2 separate regions of the Sus scrofa genome follow, and region 2 is linked to region 1. Evidence: chromatin contacts called from public Hi-C data. All regions are on one chromosome and are shown on one strand. Each heading gives the region's core, a stretch centred on a gene start, on an enhancer-like site or on the middle of the called end of the contact. The rest is flanking DNA. Distances are from core to core; before and after follow the strand shown. Region 1 holds the start of XPO6 (exportin-6). Region 2 overlaps XPO6 (exportin-6).

Region 1 (4,672 bases), core at 555-3,054:
ATCGAACCTGCATCCCTAGGTATGCTAATAAGATTTATTTCCGCTGAGACTTCCTCTTCATCTTCTGAGATGGCTTCTTTGCTATGCCCCCCTCTCTTTGCCTAGCAAACTACAGCACGTCTCTCAGGCAGGAGCTTAAATAAATGTCACTTCCTGACCCCCTCTCCATCCCAACCCCCAAGATTACCTTAGATCTCTTGGTTTGTATGTTTCTTTTTTTTTTTTTTTTTGGCAGCCCCACGGCATATGGAGTTTCCAGGCCAGATAGCCGAGCAGCAACCGCGATCTACATCGAAGCTGCAGCAATGCTGGATGACTAACCTATTGTGCGTGGCCAGGGATTGAACCTGAGTCCCAGCACTCCCAAGACACCACTGATCCACTTGCGCCTCAGCGGGAACGCTGGCTTGTATTTTTCTTTGATGCTCTTATCACAATTATAAGTGATTACTTATTTTGTCATACTTTGAAAATAATTTGTCTATTTTATTAAGGGCCCAAATGTGTCTGTTTTGCTCAGCACTGAATCCTTCCAACAATGGTTGTCGCTTAGGAGGGAACAGTAAATATTTGATGAAAGAATAAGTGAAAGCTGTTGCTTTCTGTGGCCATGAGTGATAACAGCAGTTCTCCAGGGGTGATTCCTGGAGCTGCAGCATTAGCATCACCTGGGAACTTGTTAGAAATGTAAATTAGTACCCCAGACCTACTAATTAGAAACTCTGGGAGTGGGTACTGGCAATTAGTGTGTTAACAGCCCTCCTCCCTCCCACCAGGTGATTCTGCTTCGTGCTGGGGTTTGAAAGCCACTCTACAGACTTGCTCCAGTCTCTGCGTAGGTATATCCTAGCAGCACCTGTTCCTTGGGATGGTTTCCTGCTGTTTCTTAAAATCAGCACTTTCAGGAGTTCCATCACAGTTCAGTGGAAACGAATCTGACCAGCATCTGTGAGGACGGAGGTTTGATCCCTGGCCTCACTCAGTGAGTTAAAGGATCTGGTGTTGCCGTGAGCTGTGGTGTAGGTGGCAGATGCTGCTGGGATGTGGCATGGCTGTGGCTGGCAGCTACAGCTCTGATTAGACCCCAAGCCTGGGAACCTGCATATGCTGCGGGTGTGGCCCTAAAACGACCCCCCCCAAAAAAAACCCCCCAAATACCCAGCACTTTTACAAGTCAAGTGGGTTTGAGACGGGAACAGGAACTCACACCTTTTTCCTCTCAGAATCTCTGCAGCTGCTGTTCCTTTGACTGTGATCACTGACTTTATCCTTCAGGCCTCAGTTTACATTTCCAGCCCTCCCTTCCATTTTCTATCTCCGGCCCCCACGTGTTTGTTGTGTTCCTAACACAGGACTCCTCGTTTCTTACAATTCCTTTATTCACTTGCTTTCTCCTTGCTCCTCACCTGCCTCCTCAAAGGCAGCGACCACAACAGTCTTGTGTAGTGCACTAGCCCTAGCACGCACTGCAGCACATGGTCCTCAGCAGGACTGTAAGCTCCGCGAAGGCAGAGGCTGCGTGTCACTGACTTCCAGCCCTGTGCGGGGCACGCAGAAGGCGTCTCCTGATTTGCAGAATGAATGAGCCCAGGAAACGAAAGAGAAACCGCCCCTTTACTAAGATGGCCAGCCCGGCACCCTTTACCAACATGGCCACCGGCCCACGTGGACAGGCTGAGAGCGGCGGGCGCGGGGCGGGGCCGGGCGGGGGCGGGGCCAGAGGGAGCCGTCAGGTGCGGCCCCGCCCCGCGCCCCCACCCCCCGCCCGCTCGATTCCGGATTGGTCCGGTTCCAGCGCCGCAGCCCGGCGGCCGCGCCGTGGGGCCGCGCCGGGCGCTCGCCACTTCCGGCGCGTTGGGGCTGTTGGTCGCGGGCTGCCGCGCGGCGCGAGAGGGTAGCTCCGGGGAGGGCGCGCGCGCAGGGATGCTCCGGGGGTCGGGGGCAGTGGCGGCCGTGTGGGCTGAGGCGTCAAGGATAGCGCTGGCCCCCGGGCCTTTCCCTTGAGCCGGCCGCCCGGGCTGCGCCGCCGAGGCCCCTTCAGCCTCCGCCCCTTCAGCCTCGGGGCCGGGCCCACCGCCGCTTCTGAACGCGGAGGCCGGGGAGCCCCTGCCTGGGCCCGGAGCCTCCCCTCGGGGGTCGGGCCCAGGCGGGGGGGCCCCGAGCCGCTGCTCTTCTTGTCGGCCTCCGAGCCCCATTTCCTGCTTTTTTCACTTTCCTTGGGGAGGGGCGGGTGGGTCTGGATGAATTGTTCCAGGGGTCCCCGATGAGGCGGGCCGGGGGGCCGCACTCTTTTTAGAGGGTCCCTTCGGGGCCCGGGTGGGGTAGAGGTTGTCTTTGCATGGGTGGGGGACTTCCCGAGCCTGCCGGGACCATGACCTGAACTGTGCGAGCGGGACGTGTCCGAAGCCCGAGAGCCAGCTCACCTGAGCCGCCCCCTCCCCCGGCCAGCATGGTAAGTGGGATCTGAGCCCCTTCCCTCCCTGGGTGCGGGGCCTGAGCGGTGGGAGCGGGCTCGGGACTGCTGAGCCATCGCTTCTCCCTGGGGCGGGGAGAGGCGCGTGCCGAGCCCGGCAGTGACACATGCGTGCAGGGTTTGCAGCAGGGCTGTGAGCTCCCATCCCCCCAGGGATGGCTCAGGACGGGGAGGAACCTGGACGCGGAGCAGGCACAACCCTTGCATCTGGTGTTTGCCTCTCTTATATTGTAGCTCTTCGCGACAGTAGCTATCATTTATTTATTGAGGGCTTACTGTGCGTCAGGTGCTGTGCTAAGTAATTGACAAGTATTTAACAAGCTCAGCGGCCCTGTGTTCTGAAGTGGGGAGACTGAGGCACAGAGCAACTAAGTACTCAGTTCAAGGTCACTCTTAAGTGACAGTGGCAATATTTCACCTTAGTCTGATTTCAGAGCTCCTGATCCCCTTCACAGGCTGGAGGGGATCTTGCTGTAGGTTTATATATGGAACAGCTGTGAGGGTTTGTGGTTTGCAGAGGTCACTTAACCTAGATCTCAGCAAAGTCAGGAACTGCCCTATTCTTTTGACACCCAGTCAGCTTTTCTTTCTGCAGCTTGCTCTGGCCTTTGGCCTGGTAGTGCCTGGAGAACTCTTCATCCTTCCAGATCTAGTTCAGAAGCTACTTTCTTCTGAAGAGATAACATCCCCCATTTTCCAGACCCATAGGCGCTCTCTGTACTCCCTCAGATTTGTGTAGTCATATTTATTTTTAAGCACTTGTCTTATTGTTACCGTAATTGTTTCTGAATCTTATCTGTCTACTGCAGTAGACTCAGTTCAAAGATGAAATTGAACTTTTACCTGGCCCAGTTTCTGGTACATAGTAAGCCCATAGGAAGTGGTGGATCGCTTCCCCTGTGTTTGAGCACCTCCAGTTACAGAGATGTTCTTAAGACTGCCCATGTTACCCCTGTCATGTTAGGGGTTTCGTAGAGAGAAGAGATGCATTGATATCTCCAGTGATGTAGATTTTCAGGCCCAGTGGAGTTTTCAGAACATTCTAGGGGCCTGTGGGTGATTAAGTTCTGGACATAGAAAAACCTAAGGCATAATTGTCTTCATGGGGCTTACAACCAGTCAGGTAAAACACACCATTAAGGCCAGGTGGCACTGTATTATAGATACTGTATATAGAATAGTGGCAAGTCAGTTAAGCTCTCTGAGTCCTAGTTTCCTCATCTATAAAATGTGGAGAAGACAGGAATCCTCTAATGAATAATCTAAAGATGTGAGTAATTTAGTGAATAATGAAAGTAGTAGTACACAGTATTCCATCTTTCCTTTATTCTTTCAATGACTTTGGTTTTGTTTTTTAAATGGTAGTGAAATATACATTCAAGTTGACCATTTTAACCATTTTACTTTACGTGTCCAGTGCAGTAGCATTAGGTATGTTCACATTGTTGTGTGTCCATCCCCGGAACTATTTTCATCGTGTAAAACTGAAACTCTACGCTGTAAACAGTAATTCCCTTTCCCTTCTCCCCTCATCCCCTCGTGGCCACTGCTCTACTTTGTCTCTATGAATTTAACTGCTCTAGGCCCCTTTATATACATGGAATCATGTAGCTTTTGTCTGTGACTGGCTTATCTCACTTAACATAATGTCCTCCAAGTTCATCCCTGTTGTAGCATCTGTCAGGATTTCCTTCCTTTTTAAGACCAAATAATATTCCATTGTTGATGTGTACCAGATTTTGTTTATCCATTCATCTGTTGATAGACACTTGGGTTCCTTCCACCTTTTGGCTATTGTGAGTAATGCTGCTGTGAACAGGGAGTATACAAACCTTTTAATGAGTTTTAAGTAGCTACTACATGCATGGCCCAAGAAATGTCAGATGAACCAAACACATGTACCTCTCCTCTGGTAGCTGACAGCATCGCTTTCGAACCTTCGGACAGAATTTCACTGTATGTTGACTTAAGCCTGCCAAGCACTCGACTATTCAGGTTTCATTTCAGTTGGTGGTCAGGAGAATGCTATGAAAATGACCACCTTGGAGCAATTAATTGTAAAGTATTTGATCTTGTCATCACCATTTACATTTCTTTCTATGATAAATTTTGAGTCAAGTTTTTTATAACCTACTCCTCACTTAGCACATTGGGGATGACCACAGCGGATATGAGGTGAATAGGACTGTCAAATCATGT
Region 2 (4,672 bases), core at 1,115-3,614, 67 kb after region 1:
GGTGGCGTAGGCCAGGGCTGCAGCTCCGATCAGACCCCTAGCCTGGGAACCTCCATATGCTGAGGAAGCAGCCCTAGAAGAGGCAAAAAGATAAAAATAAAAAAATAAAAATAAAAATAATTTTTTTTCTGATTAAAGAAGTAATATGTGTGTTAATTTTTTAGATACGATGATGCTTTTGTGCCCCCCCCCACCCCCATGGCCCTTATTTTAGAGATACAAGTATTTATTGGATGAAATGATACGACGCCTGAGATTTGCTTTAAAATAATTCCCTGGGGAAAGTGGGTTGCCCGTATGTTGATCATCGATCTTGAACTTAGTTGATAGGAACTTGGAGTTCATTATTGTCTTACTCCTTTGTATGTGCTTGAAAATTTCCTAAATAAAATAGTAAATACTTGTAAGGAAAATAAAGCATTTTAAAACCAGCAAAGGTGGAAAAATATAAAGAAGACAAATGATCCATCATCCCACAATCCAGAGATAATTAGTTTTGTTCTTACGCTATTTTAAAAAACAGAAAATGGGGAAATGTTCTTCTCCCCCACATGTTTCTCAAGCTCATTTTTCTCGTTTTGCACAGAAAGATGCTTCCTGTACACTGCGGTCATTATGCATCTAATTATCTAAAGCTACGTGTAGACATCTAATCTATCTAGAATGTTCGGCATGTTGCAGATGCTCAGTACATAGTATCAGTGGTTGATGGTGGTGATAGTGAACACGCCTCCGCCAGAAACCTACTAAATGGAGGTGGCGAGGAGACCCCCACCACCCCTGTCTGGGAAGAGTTGGACTGAACCTCTGGAACCCTTCCCATTGCTGAGGTCCTATGAGTTTTAAAAATTCTAAATGGAGTGTTTGTATTCCAAGTTTAAGCATATGCACTTTTGTTCCCAAAACTATTTTCGTGATTGCACAATAGCTTCCAAGTTGTTATGGTGTCAGATCATATGTGGTTATGGGTAGTTTATTTGTGTAGCAGAAACCTTCTTACACAATAGTGAATTTGGTGAATTTGCCAGTTCTGAGTAATTGTGCTTTTGAATGAGATTCTTCAAAGAAAAGGCACTTCCGCCAAGTTCTCTTTCTTATATACCGAGCAGTCGCATCCTTTGGTTCTGGGACTGTGCCTAAGTTTGCTGTATTTAAGCGGTAGATTTTTTTTCCCACATTTCTTAGGCTTGTTGGAAGAATAAACTGAGGAAATGATATGAAAATGCTTTTTAAAGCACAGTACACATGTGCTTTAGGTGTGGAGACTATGGTTTGATTGAGGAAATACACACTTGTGCAGATTATTGCACCAATAGGAGGGGCAGTGGTGCAGAGTTTAAATTTCTGCTGCTTCATGGTAGCACTGTTACTTTTGGTCAGATTGTATGCTGATCACATTTCCTCTTGCAAAACGAGCAGAATGGCTAGGATTCAAGGAAATTGTGTGTATAAAATACTTGCTACAGTGTCTGTCACGTATTACATCCTCAATAAATGGTCACAACAGTAATAATAAGTAATAGAAGATGTTGCTGCCATTTGACTGAGACGGTGACCATGTTACTAAGTGACAGGGTCTCTGGACAGCAAAGGCCTTCAGTCTGTGATCTTGATCTGCCTGCCCAGGCATCTGTCATCTGTTAGTATAGTTGTCAGTGGGTCTGGCTAACCGCCTTAAACACTCGGGATTTTTCTCTTTGATCATTTGATTTTTATCCTAAACGAGGCTTTCTAATTTTTCATGACTTAAAAAAAAAATACACGTATAATACTTTTATGCCTTAAAAAAAAAAAAAACACACACGCACAAACCCTGAACCTTCAAAGCTGGTGTGTGGTTTGTGCCGTTAAATGGTAACCATCATCTGGGGAACTGCTTCTCAGTCAGACCCCCCCGCCAGTGGTCTAAGGTAGAGACTACGAAGAAGGGTGTGTAAGGTAGTTTGTTGCTGTGTGCACAGAAAATCTTTGAACTTTGATGTTTTCCTGTCACCTCTTATGCTCTGTATTTATACAAGTGTGTACCCAAAGATTTTTACATGACAGTTTTGAAAGTTTGGCAACCACTTTTCTAGGTTAAATTAGAGATCCCAGCATACTAGAGATGCACTGTTTCATAGATGCAGCTGATAAAGAGGACTGGCTTCTGATAATTACCACATTCATTCATTTCAACAAAGAGCCTGTAAGTGCAATCAACTGTTTTTCAGCTGATAAAATATATCTGAAAGAAATTGGAAGGGGCTTTTGTGGCTTGAGCCAGAATTTCAGAAGCAACTGATCTTGCAGGAAGTCGTCAAGAATGTTTTCTTGGTGTCTTAAATGGGAAACGTAGGTGTGGTTAAGTCACAGAGGCAGCATTCAGTTCCTGTCCCTTGTAGTTTAAGGGTTTTGCATCATTCATCACAACAAAGTGGTAGGGATTGTAGGCTATGAGTTGAGAAGCCCAAATGTTTGTGGATTTCTTTTTGGTCCTAGGAGCTTGGAAATTGGAGCTCTGCATATTCCTTGCTCAGTAAGGACGTTCAAGAGTTTCTTGATCAGAGCTACTGGGCACTTAGAGAACTCCAGTCCCAGGGTTAAGGGAATAAATGTTCTGTAACATACTGAGCGGGGCAAAATTGCTAATAGGGTTCCTTGTCCAGGTTTGCCATTTTTGAAGCAGTGCTGTGGGAAGAACTGAATTTCAGTCTTCTTTTCCTCTTTGGCTTGGGGAATGGTTGTGCCTCCATTACAAGTTGTTGAGAAAATTAACTGAGCCAGTGTGTTTCAAGTACCTTGGCTGACAGTAGCTGTTCAGTAAGTAAGCATTAGTTCTCTTCCCCTTTCTCTTGCACACCCTTCTCTCTGTGCCTGTCAGTGTGAAGGGAGACACCTGTGCAGAAACTTATTTTTACGGGAAGGTGAGGAAACTCGAAGTGAGTTAAGCAACCTAAAGTTATCGAGTCATGTCCTGTGAACCCTCTTGCCTGAGAGAACTGGCAAAGGCTGGCCACAGACCTGCCAGGTTGACATGAGATTGGATTGTAAACAAATGTGACTAAGCGTGAGAAAAATTGCTGCCCTCTCATTCTGCTTGGGTCTTTCCGCTTAATAAAGAGGAAGTGCCATTGTGACGCATGGCATTTTGATACAACTAATAAAAGGTAGTAACTAGGTTTATACGAAGGCTCTGGCAGATTTCTAGCTCCTGCTAAGAGAAATTCATGCTCTTGACTGCCCGAGAGACCAAGTGAATGGCCTCCCAGAGATTTCATTGAGCTGAGAAAGTCATCCAGGATTGTGCTTCAGCGCCTTACAGTTCTCTGACTTGGAATTTTATCTGTTTATTGCCTGTGTGTTTATTCATTTTTTTGTTCATTTGTTCTTTCATTCATCATAGATTTACTCAGCACCTGCTATGTGTCTCCTTCACACGTATAATTTTAACTCTCAGAAGAAGTTGGGAGTGCTTTCGGAATCTCATTTATGGCTTGAGCCACACAGGTGTATAGGTTTATTTCCATTGTAATTTTAAGTATTTAATCTGTAAATTTCCCTCTGAGCACTGCTTTAGCCTTATCTATCAAATTTCAATGTGTCGTAGTTTCCTTTTCATCTAAAATACTTTGTAATTCTCTTGAGATTTCTTCTTTATTAACTAATTCCCAAATATTTGAGGATTTTCCCATATGTCTTCTTGTTATTGTTTTCAGATTTATTGTGATCTGCAAACATTTTTGTAATTTTAATTCTTTTCAATTTTTTTTTTTTTTTTTTAAGGGCTGCACCCACGGCATATGGAGGTTCCCAGGCTAGGGGTCTAATCGGAGCTATGGCTGCTGGCCTACACCACAGCCACAGCAATGCCAGATCCGAGCCTCATCTGCAACCTACACCACAGCTCACAGCAATGCCGGATCCTTAACCCACTGAGAGTGCCCAGTGATTGAACCTGAGCCCTCATTTATCTTTAGAGAAACAGTCTATTGTCTTTGCCCAGACATTTGCCAGTTCTCTTGCTTTCCCTTCATTCTCGAAGTTTCAGGTTTCTTTCTCAATACCATCTACCTTTTGTATTATTAATCAGCTCGGGCTGCCGTAACAAAATACCACTGGCTCGGGTGGCTTACACTACAGAAATTAATTTTCTCATACTTCTGGAGACTGAAAGGCATGGATCAGGGTGCCAGCAGATTCAGTTTCTGGTGAGGGCTCTCTTCCTGGCTTGTGGACACTGCCTCCTCTGGGCCCTCCCGCGGCCTCTCTTCTGTCCGTGCACAGGGAGGAGGCGGGGAGAGAGCAACGCACTCCACCTCTTCATATGAGGGATTAAGGCCCCACCTTTATGACATCACCCAACTTTTATTGCCTCTTATAGGCCTTCTCTCCAGATGCAGTCACACTGAGAGTTAGGGCTTCAGCGGTTTTGAGTGGACAGTTCGGTCCAAAACACCTTCCATCTGAAGAACCTCCTGGAGGCTGGGTATAAGTATTAGTTATAAGTATTAGTCATACAGTGCTTTAAAAATCTTCGGTCATTCCCACGTGTGTGTCATCTGCGACAACCTGTTGATTATCTTTCTCTTGACATGTGTTCAGTGTCTCCTCATTCTTTGTATGTCAGCTAATGTTTTGGATCCATTTACCTGTTTGTTCTATCAGCCTTAGGCAGGGCTTCCATCTCCACAGT

What was found. Hi-C and Micro-C count contacts between places; a contact is called where the count stands out from the background.
Region 2: a Hi-C map of alveolar macrophages shows a contact between it and region 1, with 1.9 times the contacts expected there. The contact joins the enhancer-like site here to the promoter of XPO6 in region 1. A contact is called at or near these places in 11 of 47 Hi-C or Micro-C datasets (alveolar macrophages, blood, embryonic fibroblasts and 2 more) and 1 of 2 datasets of contacts at active chromatin or transcription factors (alveolar macrophages).

The regions. Positions count from the first base shown.
Region 1 is chr3:18,770,254-18,774,925 of Sscrofa11.1, forward strand. XPO6 (exportin-6) reads left to right here and starts at 1,805. Exons shown (of 24, transcript XM_003124525.6): 1 at 1,805-2,452. The coding sequence starts at 2,450.
Region 2 is chr3:18,837,132-18,841,803 of Sscrofa11.1, forward strand. The region is part of intron 9 of XPO6 (exportin-6); the gene reads left to right. Among named protein-coding and RNA genes, the nearest start is that of GSG1L, 65 kb to the right of the region's middle. Within about 2 kb of position 2,365, at least 21 of the 83 cell types and tissues checked have an H3K27ac peak or open chromatin away from gene starts, as enhancers often do. A contact at or near this core is called in alveolar macrophages, where this site is marked.